Regions from separate parts of the Oryctolagus cuniculus genome. Here region 2 is linked to region 1. The links are chromatin contacts, called in public Hi-C maps. All regions are on one chromosome and are shown on one strand. The core of a region is the stretch at or near the end of the contact, and the rest is flanking DNA. Distances in the headings are between cores, read along the strand shown. Region 1 holds the start of SGMS1 (sphingomyelin synthase 1). Region 2 overlaps SGMS1 (sphingomyelin synthase 1).

What was found. A called contact is a pair of places that touch in the nucleus more often than the background predicts.
Region 2: a contact with region 1 is called in a Hi-C map of liver, with 7 times the contacts expected there. The contact joins the enhancer-like site here to the promoter of SGMS1 in region 1. A contact is called at or near these places in 4 of 6 Hi-C or Micro-C datasets (ear pinna, liver, psoas muscle and 1 more).

Annotation. Positions count from the first base shown.
Region 1 is chr15:43,270,551-43,277,580 of mOryCun1.1, reverse strand. SGMS1 (sphingomyelin synthase 1) reads right to left here and starts at 3,554. Exons shown (of 11, transcript XM_051823915.2): 1 at 3,485-3,554.
Region 2 is chr15:43,340,547-43,347,576 of mOryCun1.1, reverse strand. All of the region lies in intron 2 of SGMS1 (sphingomyelin synthase 1), which reads right to left. Among named protein-coding and RNA genes, the nearest start is that of SGMS1, 70 kb to the right of the region's middle. Within about 2 kb of position 2,521, at least 2 of the 8 cell types and tissues checked have an H3K27ac peak or open chromatin away from gene starts, as enhancers often do.

The DNA of each region.
Region 1 (7,030 bases), core at 2,305-4,804:
GACAGTTTACTCTGTCCTTCGAATCAATTTCTTTTTAAAAAGTAATGCTTGCAGGAAAAGGTCCCTATAAGCGCCGAAGAACTGCAGAAATACATCTAAACTATTTTACCAAAAAAGGTCACGTTTCTAGTCTCTGAATCAGAAATGGAAAGAGAAGGTGATTTCGCGGCTTTGCATACCGCTATCTCCTGCACAACTCACTGCCTAAACTGCATAACTGCATGTTAGTAGCTGCCACCTCCAGCTACCCAGCAGGTTATAGAGATGCAGAGACTCACAAACATGTTTCACAGTGCAGGAGAAGCAGCGAGAGGAAGCTCAAAAGGAGCAGGGCCCCCACACCTGAGGAGGAAGTAAAATCGGAAAGTGAGCTGCTATAGGCAGAAGGCAGCTCTCAGAGGTTTCCCTGACGTTGGCACCTCTGACAGCAGGCACTGGCTGCTGCTGGCTTGCTTGCTCGCTCCGCCAAGGCACGGCTCCGGAGCTGGAAGGATGCCACCTGCTGAATCACCAAACATCCCTGGGCTTCCCTTGAAGCACTGACCAGACAAACTCCCATCCCCCAACAGGCTTCTCCCGTGGACATCTTACACCCTGACCTAGGAAACGCCCAGCCCTCCCCTCCCCTCCCGCCCAGGCCGAAACAGCAGCCAACCCCATTACGTCTGGATGGCCCTCGGCGACTCCCATCGTGTCGCGTGCCGACGTCACCAGCCCCACTCCTCTTTTTTGCCCAGTCCCCTCGGATCGCTCAACAGCCCGAGCCAGGAAGCGTGGGGCGTTCACAGCACACCACGACAGGCACTCACCACTTCCACATCCAGGCAGCCAACCAGAAACACCCCCAAATCTGAAAGCAAAATACCCTGTCCAAACAGCTTGAGAGGTCCAGGAAGGTAAATGTCAAGGGAGCTAAAATAGTAGGCAGGCCCCCAGAACACAGAAAAACAAACTTCTCTTGCAGAAGGCAGCCGGCACTCCTGCTTTCACAAGCGCGTGCCGCTGAAGTCTGTACGTTTTTGAAGGTGAAAAAGCAGCACCTGAGAAGCACCTGCCTGGCTTCTCTCCGCTCCCTCCAGCCACGGCAACTCTCATTCCGATTTTTACTCACAACACCCGAGAGGGAAACAAGCGTTAACCAGAACGCGCCAGCTGAATCCGTTACCGGGACCGGGGCACCCCACCCGACCACAAGAGGAAGCCGCATGCCCGGGCTTGGCTTCAGCGGTGGGAGAGGCTGCCGCTGCTGTCGCTGCTTTGCCCTTGACAAGACGCCTCGGGATCGCGCAGACCCCCTCAACTCGCGAGGCCAGCGGCGTGCGGGAGACGTTCGCCAGGTCCGAGCTGCGCCCTGGGCCCTCCAGGCCTTACCCAAACGCCGCCCCCCCCCCAGTCGGCGGGGGACACACCGCGGGGTCTCAGAGCCGCGCGCAAGGGCCGGGAAGCTGGTACGAGGCCTGGGGAGAAGCTCGCTCCTCCGAGAAGTGGGTCCCACCTGTCCTGTCGTCGCGGGGCACCGAGGGGCCGCGACAGGGGGAGCCGAGACCGTGCGCGCCTGGCCAGCCGCGATCTGCACCCCGCGGTACCAACTGTCAAGCTGCCGCCTGGGCCGTGGGGGTGGGGCCGCGATGTGGACTCAGCCCCTCCGGGTCTCCAGACCCTTGCGGCCCCCGGCCCGAAGCCGCCCCTCTGCTGGCTTCTCAGGCTGCCCCAGGGGTCCGCTCGCCCCAATCTGACTCCAGGCAGCCTTCCAGCCCGCACGCAGCACCTCTGAAAGGTGCCCACGGACGCCCCCGCCTTCCTCCCCGTCGCGACTCGGCCAGGGAGTCCCGCCGGCGGCCCGCCCCCTCACAGCCCCTGTCTCGGCCGCTGGCCCGCCCCCCGCGCCCACCCCCGCCAGCGGCAGAGCCGGGGGAGCGCCCGCCAGGTATGCGCGCGGCACGGCGCGAGCTGCGCTCACGCCCCCTCGCCCCCAGGGCTGCCCGCCAGCCCACAGCTCCCTCGCCACAGGCCAAGCCCGCTAGACCGATGTCCGATGGGCATCTTCCGCGACCCCGAGGCCAGCCTTCGCCCCCAGCCCCACGACTCACTTGCATGGGGAGTCGCGGCAGCCGCCGGAATTCCGCTCTCCGAGCCCCCAGCCGCGGAATGAAATCCGGGGCAGAGCAGCGTCGGGGCTTCGCACCCCAGTCGCGTTCTCTGGCCGGCTCGTGGGGCGCAGGGCGAGAGCCGTCTGCCAGGGCCGGCCCTTCCTGTTCGCCTCCTGCCTGCCGCCGCTGCCCGGCTCGCTGGTGCGAACGCTGCCGACTTGCCACCGCGAGCCTCCCGGGCTGCGGAGCATGCCCAGTCCGCGGCCGAGCCGGCCCGGCTTCCCGCGCGACGAGAGTCCGCTCCTCCGGGTGTTCGCGGCGGCCGGGGAGGGGGGCGGGCCGGGCTGGCCGGGCGGGGTCCGCGGGGGACCACTGGGGGCTCTTCCTGGGACCGAGCGGGACGCGGACGGGGCTACACGCCGTGGAGTGACCGGCCTTTGAACCCCTTTCACTGTACTTTTAAGGAGCGGAAAACTGGGGAGACTGACGCTTTCCTCAACAGTGAGCGAAGTGCACGTTCCTAGGGGGCCGCTCAGTGAGGCCCGACCGGAGCCGGGTTTTGCCGACAGCGGCAGCCGGCGAGCGCGGCAGCCGGGGCGGGCCACAGAGCAGGATTCGCAGACTCAACCCTCGGGGCATGACTTTGCCAAGTACTCCTGGATTCTAGAGCCCACCGTCCCGAGGGCTGTGCGGCCCGCGGTTAGGTCCCGATTGATCACTCATTAAGCAAGGGCGGACCTTAGTCAAGCCCTTCGGGCCGTCTTCAACCCTCCATAGACTCGCCTCTTCTCCCCGCCCCCAAAATAACAGCGCTTCAGCGCCTCAGGCCCAAGAAAATCCGACTCCAGCTGATGAGGCGTGGGGCGGGCCCGGGGCCTCCCAACCCGATCTGGGCTCCACCTCCTACCCCTTAGAGCTGCAGAGAAAACCCGGAGAGCGGCGACCCACGCGAGAGCAGTGCGCATGCCCAGTAGCCAGACCTGGTGCGGGGTCGCCCGAAGGAAGGTCTCCCTCGGTTCCTTGAGCGGAATCCCCGCACCCGGGGTGGGGGCCTGCGGCGGGCAGACTGGCCCTTGGCCGCGGCGCCCTCCCTGGCCGGCCCGCGCAACACTTCCGCTACCGAGAGGCCGCCGGAGGCTGAGCCTGACTCGGGGTCGGGCTCCGCTAGCGGGGGAGGGGGCGTGCGGCGGTGTCGCCGTGACACGTGACTGTCCGCCGCGCTCGGGGCAGCCATCTTCCGCGCGGCTGTGGTGCCGCGGGCGATCGGGACGGAGCCCGGAGCGGACCGAACGGGAACGCGGCGTACTTCACCCTGCCGCGCCATCCCCGCAGGCTCCTGCCCCCGCCTCGCCCTGAGGTGCCGGAATCGCCGCAGCGGACTGGGACAGACTCACCAGGGTTGGAAGCAGAACGTCCGCTAAAGAGAGCGAGCACAACTCCGGCGGCGGGCGGCTGGCCCTTGCTTGTCCCTAGGGTGCCCTTCCGTAAGACGGCAACCTACCGCTGCTCCGGCGGGTGTCCCCGGTCTAACCGAGTCCCCCCAGCGGAGGTGTGAAGTGTGGGCAGCGACGCCTGACCCGAGGCAGGCTCTGCCCTGTGACGCGGGACTGCACGGCCCTGGGGGCTGCTGGGCCGAGATGTTCACAGTGGACATGGATTGCGCTCCTGCCAGGAGTCACTCGGGTCCCCATTACCTCGGGACCGGCCGCCGCATCATCATCACGGATGGAATCAGAAACTACGGGTGGGGCCTGCCATCTGAGGAACAAACCTTCCAGGTGGTTCTGATGGACGCTTTACTTCTTTCAGCCTTACAGGGCCCGTTTTCTAAAGGACTGTATTGAAATTTTATGTAGTTTGCCCCCAAAGCACAGCGAAAAGGGAGGAACTCAAACTGTCCTGGTGCGGGTGTATTTTTGTTTTTTGTGGGTTTTTTTTTGGGGGGGTGTTTTTAATCGTACCCTCCACTCCAGCTTCCTCACCCCTACACTATGTAACTTTTCTCAGTGAGATTGCTATGGATTGCATTTGCCACACGCTAGGGCTTTAAAATAACAGCGGAAATTCAGTTCAGCCACATGTTGGGAGTGTCCGCTGAGGGCAAGGCTCTGAACTGCAGTAAACCTAGTGAGTCTACTGTGCCCCGCAGGGGTCAAAGGCAGGCTTGATTTCTTGAGAGGTAAAGTTCTCTAACTAGGGGAGTCCCAGAAAACTGCTGACTGGTTTCTCTCCAGTGTTACTTAGGCAGAATGTTCTGTAAGCCATGGACTTTCTGAAAAATCAGGCTTAAGTGGACATCTGGTGTAGATTTAAGGAAATTTTTTTTTTTTTAAGATTTATTTACTTGAAAGGCAGAGTTAGGCTGGCGCCGCGGCTCACTAGGCTAATCCTCCGCCTGCGGCGCCAGCACACCGGGTTCTTGTCCCGGTTGGGGCGCCAGATTCTGTCCTGGTTGCTCCTCTTCCAGTCCAGCTCTCTGCTGTGGCCCGGGAGGGCAGTGGAGGATGGCCCAAGTGCTTGGGCCCTGCACCCGCCTGGGAGACCAGGAGGAAGCACCTGACTCTGGGCTTCGGATCGGATCAGCGCAGGTGCCGCCGGTAGCGGCCATTAGGGGAGTGAACCAACGGAAGACCTTTCTCTCTGTGTCTCTCTCTCACTGTCTAACTCTGTCAAAAAAAAAAAAAAAAAAAAAAAAAAAAAAAAAAAAAAGAAGGAGAAGAAGAAGAAAGAAAGAAAGGCAGAGTTAGAGAGAAGAAGGAGAAACAGAGAGAGAGGTCTTCCATCTGGCTGGTTTACTTCCCAAATATCCACAACAAACTAGGCTGGGCCAGGGGGAAGCCAGGAACCAGGAGCTTACTCTGGGTCTCCCACTTGGGTGCAGGGGCCCAAGGAATTGGGCCATCCTCTGCTGCTTTCCCAGGCTTATTAACAGGGAGCTAGATCAGAAGTGAAGCAGCCAGGACCCAAATGGAATGCCAGCACTGTAGGCAGAGGCTTAACCCACTGCACCAGAGCACTGGCCCCTGGAATCTTAATTCCAATGTATCCATACCACCACCAAAATGTAAAGATGAAATCAGTTTTGCAAAATATCAAGAAGTTGGATATAAGTAGTGTGGCCAGGGTGCTCACTTTCTAGTCTTCTGTATGTCTGAAATGCTTGAAAAGTAAAAAGCTTTTCTATGAGTGATTTTAGAATGAATACATGGGAAAGAACAGAACATAGGAGTATTTCCATTAATGCCAATTTCATAAAATAATTCAGAAAAAAAAGCCATAAGTAAACAGTGGAATGGGAAGAATCCGAAGAGAAATCACAAAAGCAGTAAAAAGTAAATTCTGAGGAAGCTATTAAAGGAGACACTTCAGAGTTGGCTGTCCTTGAAATTAATTACTTAGGGTTCTTAATCACTATTATTGTAACCAACCAAACAATAAACTTTAACAAAGATAATTCTGCAGTTCACCAAACCCTAAAGAATTTTACCAGTGCATCTCTTACCAAAATTGTAATAACCATCATTTTTGTTTGATTATGAAATACTAGAATTCTCAGGTACATAATATGAACTGCTGTCAAGACAACGAAGAAGAAAAATAAAAATGAATCACCTCCAAGTTGCAATCTGTCATTAAAATATCATGTTAAAAATAATGCTAACAGCAAATACTGGGCTAAAATAGCTATACTGAGGTAGGTGGTCTGGTTACAAATGAATGACTCCTCTGCCTTTAGAAGGCAATCTACCTGGTTTTAAATGTAGCTGTTTCATCCAGTTGCTCTTTCAGCCGCAACCATCATTCACCAAACCGTAGTCCAAGTTCAAACAGTGCTCAGGGAGCCAGGAGGCTTCTCTGTATAATGTGTCTCAGAAGAATCCAGAGGCACATAGCCCGAGTAGCAGAAGCAAGACCTTATGAGATCTCACCTCCCCACCCCCTTACCCTTTAAACTCAGCTGGCCAACCCACAACCTGACTTCCAAACCAAGGCTGAACAGGAAAGCCAGCTGGACACGACTTGTTTCCAAGTATTTGCCCTGAGGCTTACATCTGATACTAGTCAGTTTTTCTGTGTTCATTCCTGTGTCCCTCACCAGGATTTCTGGCTTCACTAACTGCCTTCTCCTATTGGTCAACAAAAAACAGGAACTTATTTGAAGACACTGAAGTCCACTAGGGATGCAGCTGAAGCCTAGGAAGAGAAAAGAAGCAGGAATTGGAGTATGGACAGGAGACCAGAAAGTCCGCGTCTCTTCCAAACATCTGTTTATCCTGTCTGCCTGCAGTCTAGCTTTCCCTGCCCTCAGTTCACATAGTAGGAAAAGATGGCTTGAGAACTCCTAAGTCTGTCTCTTCCAGAAAGTAGCAGAAAGGACCCTACTCATACTCATTAGCCCATCTGTCTACTTCAATCCTGTTTCCCCAATGCCCACTGTCCACTTGAACCAATCTTTCCAATATTTCAAGGCCCATCACCAATTGTACCTTTTTCATAAAAAATGTCTCCTTTCCAGGACACAAAAGACTACACATTTTGGCATTTGTTCATGCTTTTATAGTTCCCTATAGTTCTTGCAGATAAGTTTTAACTTTCCAACTATGTATTAAATGGCCATAATAAGGATATATGAGAGGGCTTCCAGAAGTTGGTGAAAACAATGAATTTAAAGGTAAGTTTGGGATGAGAGTTTGGCCTAGCAGTTCAGATGTCACTTGGTATACTTCTTCCTACATCTGAGGGCCTGTATCTGAGTCTTAGCTCTGCTCCAGATTTCAGCTTCTTGCTAATAAGCACCCTGAGAGGCAGCAAGTGATCGCTCAAGTACTTGGGTCCCTGCCACCCACATTGCAAGACCTGTATTGAATTCCTGGCTCCCAGCTTCACCATGGCCCAGCCCCAGCAGTTGGGGATATCTGAGGAGTGAACCACCAAATAGA
Region 2 (7,030 bases), core at 1,272-3,771, 71 kb before region 1:
CCACATAGGGGACCTGGAGGAGTCTCCTGGCTTCCCGCTTTGATCAACTCAGCTCCAGCGTTGCAGTCACTTGGAGAGTGAACCAGTGGATAGAAGACCCCTCTCTGTCTATAACTCTCTTGAATAGATAAAATATTAAAAAAAAAAAAAAACTCACCCTGGTTTATGTACCTTTTTATTCAAATCAATTAAGGCTGAAGTGTACCCTTTCATGTCCTCTATGAAATTGCAGTCTCACCCCTTGCCCAAATGAGTGAATGAAATCACCACTTTCAAGATCAGATTCTAGGACTCCGCTATGGACAAAACCCGAGTTATCTCATTAAAATGCAGATTCCTGTCCTCTACACCTATATAGATCATGGTTTTGTGAGTGTGGTCTGGGGCTCAGGAATCTACATTTTTTTAGGATTTATTTTTATTTATTTGAAAGTCAAAGTTGGCGGTGGCAGGGGGTGAGGGTGTCTTCCATCCACTGGTTCACTCCCTAAATGACCACAATGGCTGGAGCTGGGATGATCAGAAGCCAGGAGCCAGGAAGCTTCTTCTGGGTCTCCTTCATGTATGCAAGGGCCCAAGGACTTGGGCCATCTTCTGCTGCTTTCCCAGGCTCATTAATAGGGAGCTGGATCAAAAGTGGAACAGCTGGGACTCGAATTGACACCCATATGGGATGCCAGTGCTGCAGGCAAAGGTTAACATGCCACACCATAGCGCCAGCCACCAGTAATCTACATTGGTAACAAACCTGTTGAGGATGTACATTTAAACACACACATACACACAAACACACATATACACATACATACACATACACCACCAAAATCTTTCCCAGTGCCTCCCTGACTGGCACAGATGTTTTGTGGACCACAATTTGCAACACTGTGATAGATACTACAAGAACTAAGTTATATTTCCCTTAAATCCCAGCCCAGGGACTGGCATTATGGCATAGCAGGTAAAGTTACTGCCTGTAATGTTGGCCTCCCATAAAGGCATCAGTTCCTGTCCCAGCTGGTCCACTTCTGATCTAGCTCCATGTTAATGGCCTGGGAAAAGCAGCGGAAGATGGCCCAAGTGTCTGGGCCCCTGCCAGCCACATGAGAGACCCAGATGAAGCTCCTAGCTTCAGCTTGGCCCAGCCAGTATGAAAGATCTCTATCTCTCCTTCACTCTCCATAACACTTTCAAAACAAAAAAAAAAAAATTTTTTTTAAAATCCCAGCCTAAGGGCCGGTGCTGTGGCGCAGCGGGTTAACACCCTGGCCTGAAGCACCAGCATCCCATATGGGTGCCAGTTCGAGTCCCGGCTGTTCCTCTTCCAATCCAACTCTCTGCTATGGCCTAGGATAGCAGAAGATGGCCCAAGTCCTTGGGCACTTGCACCCATGTGGGAGACCCGGAAGAAGCTCCTGGCTCCTGGCTTCAGATCGGCGCAGCTCAGACTGTTGCGGACATCTGGGGAGTGAACCAGTGGATGGAAGACCTCTCTCTCCCTCTCCCTCTCTCTTCTCTCTGTGTAACTCTGACTTGCGAATAAATAAATAAATCTTTAAAAAAATAAATAAAAATAAAAAAATAAAAATCCCAGCCTAAATACTGTCTCCACAACCTTTAGGAAAGGGAAGGTATTCTGTGTCCCTCTTTCCCTGTGCACCTGCTGGTGATTTCAAGAGACCTCCTTGTCCTCAACTGGCAACAGGATTAGCCCTTGCTAGTGAGCTCAAGCTCTTCTTCTAAAAAGGAAACCCTCAAAGCTCCTAGTAGCTTCAGCAACTCATTCTCAGCGTCAATTACCCACCCTGAAAGAATGAAAGCAGTGGTTTCACTCTTGAACTAGTAAGTAGCTCACCAAGTGCTGGCTTCCTGTTAAGCATTCCAGGCCTTCTCAAACACATGGCAGCACAAGGTGGGTCATCAGGGCTCATGGCAGTCCCTGATTATCACCACTTCAGAACCCATCATTCTCTAAGCAGATGGGAGGAGGACACAGCACACTCCCAGACCGTGCCTACAGGAAGCACTCTGCACACACAGGGCAAGCTGTCTTGTGGCTACTGACATAAAACAATGCTGACAGGTTGCTGCTTCTATTAAGGGAAGGTATTACACCACAGTTAAAACAAACTCCTCCAAACACTATGATACTGAAAGCCATGGTAAACCCTCTGACGTAAGAAACCCTTTTTATGGAATCCATTTCCTGTGCGATCAGTCCCATAGTGACAGGGGTTTCAGTTACAGGAATCCAGACCCAGGGTTTCTGATTACACTCATGCATGCTTCGGAATGAAAGTAACAGACAATCCATCTCCAAGTGCCAGAGGCAGCTTGGATGCCAGCTCTCAGGGCTCCCAGACCAGCCTTTACGTCAGATCCTGCTTGGTAAAGGACTCCAGGAGACCCAGTGGCTCACCCTGAAAGAAAAGCAGGCACCAACCAGGGCTAAAAGACATCAGACATAAGGCCAGACAAAATAATACATCGTCCAACCTGATGTTAAAGTGTTGAATGCAACACCCTTACTTCCCACACTCCTGGACCAGTCACATTAGCGTGAACTTTCACCACTACAACAACTTGGGAAACTACATGAGAGAGTCCACTGGCTTTCCTGAGGTCATGGATAGGATACTGTTAGACAGTCAGCCAGGGAGAAGGGATCTAGCACAGTGAGAGACAGAAAGCACATGCTGCAGGGAAGTGACTGGTCAGAGCAAGCAGTAGTTACTTTGGAGAGAAGGGAAAGGGTCATGATGTTGATGGGTGTGCTCCTAGACCTGCAAGTCCTTCTTGGGGCAAGCAGTGCAGTAGTCAAGATGTCACTTGCCATGCTTGCTTTCCATATTGGAGTACCTGGGTTCTAGGACTGGTTCCGCTTCTGACTCCAGTTTCCTGCTAACGTGCACCAGCAGCAGGAAATGGCTCAAGCACTTGGGTCCCTACCACCCATGTGGGAGACCTGGATTCAGTTCCAGGCTCCTGGCTTCAGCCTGGCCCAGTCCTGGCTACCACAGACATTTTGGAAGTGAACAAGCAAATGAAGACTGACCTCCCCATCTCTTTCAAAAAAAATATTTTTAATAAAGAAACAAACATTTGTTTCCTGTTCTCAGTGTGACTTGTGTTCCCTTTTGTGGTCATGAATTTTTGTTTTATGTACTTTTAATGAAAGTACACAACATTTTAAAAAAGCATCTGCAGGGGGCTGGCACTGTGGTGCAGCAGGGTAAAGCCCTGGCCTGAAGCGCCAGCATCCCTTATGGGCGCCAGTTCTAGTCCCAGCTGCTCCTCTTCTGATTCAGCTCTCTGCTGTGGCCTGGGAAAGCGGCAGAAGATGGCACAAGTCATTGGGCCCCTACACCCATGTGGGAGACCCAAAAGAAGCTCCTGGCTTCAGATCGGTGCAGCTCCAGCCGTTGTAGCCATCTGGGGAGTGAACCAGCAGATGGAAAGCCGGCCTCTTTCTGTCTGTCTCTCTCTCCATAACTCTGTCTTTCAAATAAATAAAATAAAATCTTAAAAAAAAAAAAAAAAGTATCTGCATTGTGACACTACTGCAAGCTCAGCAATCTTTCCTTTCCCCTGAAGACCACACATCCCTCATGGCCACGGGGCCAAGACCACAAGCACATGCCGCAATCAGAACTCAGCCATGTTCCCACTGGCAGGCACACACCAGTAGCAGAGTTGTTTGTTTAGAGGGTTCTCCCAATTCTACAACTCAAATGTGGTAGGGTAGCCAATGTGATACTCTATAAGCAATAGAGAACATATGAGAATCATCCAGTTAATGCAGGCCAATAAAACAGTGTTTTACCCAGTGCAAAAACTGGCAGGGAGAAAGCTTTGAAAGGTTAAACAACAAAAAAGTTGAAAGCTCAATGAGGAGGGACCAACATTGTGGCATAGCAGGTAAAGCCGACCCCTGTGGTACCAGCATACCATATGGGTGCCAGTTCATGCCCCGGCTGCTCTGCTTCTGATGGCCTGGGAAATACAGTAGAAGATGGCACAAGTGCTTTGGCCCCTGCTACCTATGTGGGAGATCCAGATGAAGTGAGGAGCCAGGAGCTTTGGCCTGCTCAGCCCTGGCCATTGCTGCCCTCTGGGGAGAGAACTAGCAGATGCAAGATCTTTCTCTCTCTCTCTCTCCCCCTCTCTCTTTCTCTCTGTAACTCTGTAATTGAAATAAATAAATGAATCTTTAAAAAAAAAAATGTTCATTGAGGAAAAGCAGGAAAGAGCATGTGCTAAGCCTTCCACAAATGGGCACATTACTCATAACACAGGATGGGGACAGTGGGTGTCAGGAAAGAGACAAACGCTATAGCCATCCAAGGAAGGGGGAGAGGCACAAAGATCACAAAGGGCAAGAGGGAAAAGCTCATTCTGCAGGCTTTTTAAAGTAATTCCACTGTCTGCCCTCTTCTTACCCTCTGCCATTCTATGACTTTAAACATCTATTTAACCTTCCAAAGCATTCCTTCTGTTTATTTTTTTAATCAATAAAACAAGACATGTATCCAATGTTGCTTACCCTTTTCTTCTCTCTACAGCAAGTAAGAAAGGGACTGCAATCATCTTCCTCAATTCAGCACCCAAGTTTTAGTACACAATGGCTGGCACCCAGCAGACACATGACCAAAACCACTTTGAAGAACTAAGCATAAGAAGATACTTATACAAACCCTCTGTGCCAAACCACTCACTGACATCGAGCAATTTCTCACTGCTGCAAAGCTGAAGACGACATCATCAGTGTGGCACTGACTACTACATCTGCTCAGAATGAAAACTAAGCAGCACCCCCAGGACTTGAAAATTGAAAATGCTGCCCTTCATGTCACATCAAACATGTTCATGTTACACCTGGGATATGAACTAGTTAAGACCACGGCCTTGAAAGTTGGGTATAGGGGTCGGCGCAGGGTTCACTTGGTTAATCCTCCACCTGCAGCGCCGGCATCCCATGTGGGCGCCGAGTTCTAGTCCCGGTTGCTCTTCTTCCAGTCCAGCTCTCTGCTGTGGCCCAGAAAGGCAGTGGAGGATGGTCGAAGCACTTGGGCCCTGCACCCGCATGGGAGACCAGAAGGAAGTGCCTGGCTCCTGGCTTCAGGTTGGTGTAGCTCCGGCCGTAGCAGCCATTTGGGGGGGGTGAACCAATGGAAGGAAGATCTTTCTATCTGTCTCTGTCTCTCACTGTCTAATTATGTCTGTCAAAAAAAAAAAAAAAAAAAAGTTGGGTATAAATGAGTTAAAACCCAAAATCTACCATCAAGGGTCCTGGGCAAGTAATGTAACCTGGGACCCTCTACCACAAGCCCTAGGAGTGACATGGCCTCCAACTTCTTCTGCCTCTAGTCGGCTTCAGAGCCCTCCATTCTTCTCCCCTGGGAGCAACTTGAATGTTAATACAATGGTGTCTCCCTGTTGGGGGTGAGTCTAAGAGACAGGGCCCCAGTCCATCAGAGATACCAAGCAAGCCATCGCTTTCTCCATGCCTGGCACCCAGCATTTCCCCATGATCATCAGATGCTCCTCCCAGGATTCTGGACTGGAGCAAGCAGCACAGCATGACAGAGGATGCCGCTGCTTAACGATGGGGAGGTGCCCACAGGGTCATCGTCCCCAGGGTGTCCATGCAGAGCAGGGGCTTGCTGTTCCAGTGGTTCATCTTAAGTCATGGTTCTGGCTACTTAATACTCCTTCAGTAAATGTGGAGTGTTCTTCCAACAAATGTTTTTTTCTGCTTCAAGTTGTTATGTGCACCCAAAAACATACAGACAAGGGTGTGAAAATTTTGACAACCTTTGGCTTCCCTAAGTACAAGAGGATGACAAAAATAAAACATCAAAAGAAGTCAAGCTGGAGAAGTGACAGTTTAGAAAACGAGACTGAGCAAAGATACATACTACAGAAGTGGCTTTCAATGAGTCTGCACAAGCCACTGTTTTCCCACCTTAACTTTGCTGTTGGTCTTTTGTTTCTGAAACAGACTCTCTATTTGCTTGACACAGCAGTGGATGTTATGTCCAGAAAACATATTGATTTTCTTTGCTTTTCTCTTTTGACAGCTTCTTCTGTTTTCACATTTCTCTGATTCTTCTACATTGTAAGGCTATGAGTTTTTAAACTCTTCAGCATTCAATCCAGTTAAACAAATCTGTATTTAAGTCCTACTGTGTTCAAGGCACCATAGGTATGCATTTATAGCTAATCTCATAACAAATGGAGAAAGTTCAAGTCTACTGGAAATTCTGTAACTGACATTTAAAATTATCCATTTTTAAATGTCTAAGAAATCATTTTGTGAGCCTCTAGGTTCATCACATATAATACATTCCAGCAATACAAAAGCTAAAGGCTCCAAACAGTGACCCAAATGCCAAGACAGTAAGTCAACAATAAGCCAAACACCAAGTCACAGACAGGTTGTATCTGACCCACATGGCATGGGTGCTGTTCAAAGTTTTTAATCAGTTACTTACAAATCTGCATCTCCATGAAAACCAAAAGGTCTTCCCTCCTGCCACTCCCTACTGGAGCAGCCACCTGGCAAAGAGAAGCAGGCTTCAAACAGCCAGGGCTCCTGTTCCAAAGGACACAGAGCTTCCAGTCTATCATAGTGCCCAACCTCCACCGTTACCTAACATCCGGCCCACTTCACCAAGTTGTCTTATCTGCCTGACCCAGATAAATTTGGTCTTCTTATTTTAGACAGATCATAAAGTGGACTGTAAAAAATAACACACACACACACACACACAGCTATTTCAAATGCTTCAAAATTCCATTCTCCAGGGTTAAAAGAGGGGAGAAGATGTCCTTCCTACTTTCTAACAAATAGTCCCTGGATTTTACCCATTCTAGAAATATCAAATTTCCAAAGCACAATAACTCTTATTTCATTACTGATTTTTTTACTTAAATGTTTGTTTACAGGAACTTATCAAATGTTCTTATGATGACTCATTTTATTTACCATGCAACTTTTCAGGTGTGGGTAGCGGTTTCTGGACACTTGTCT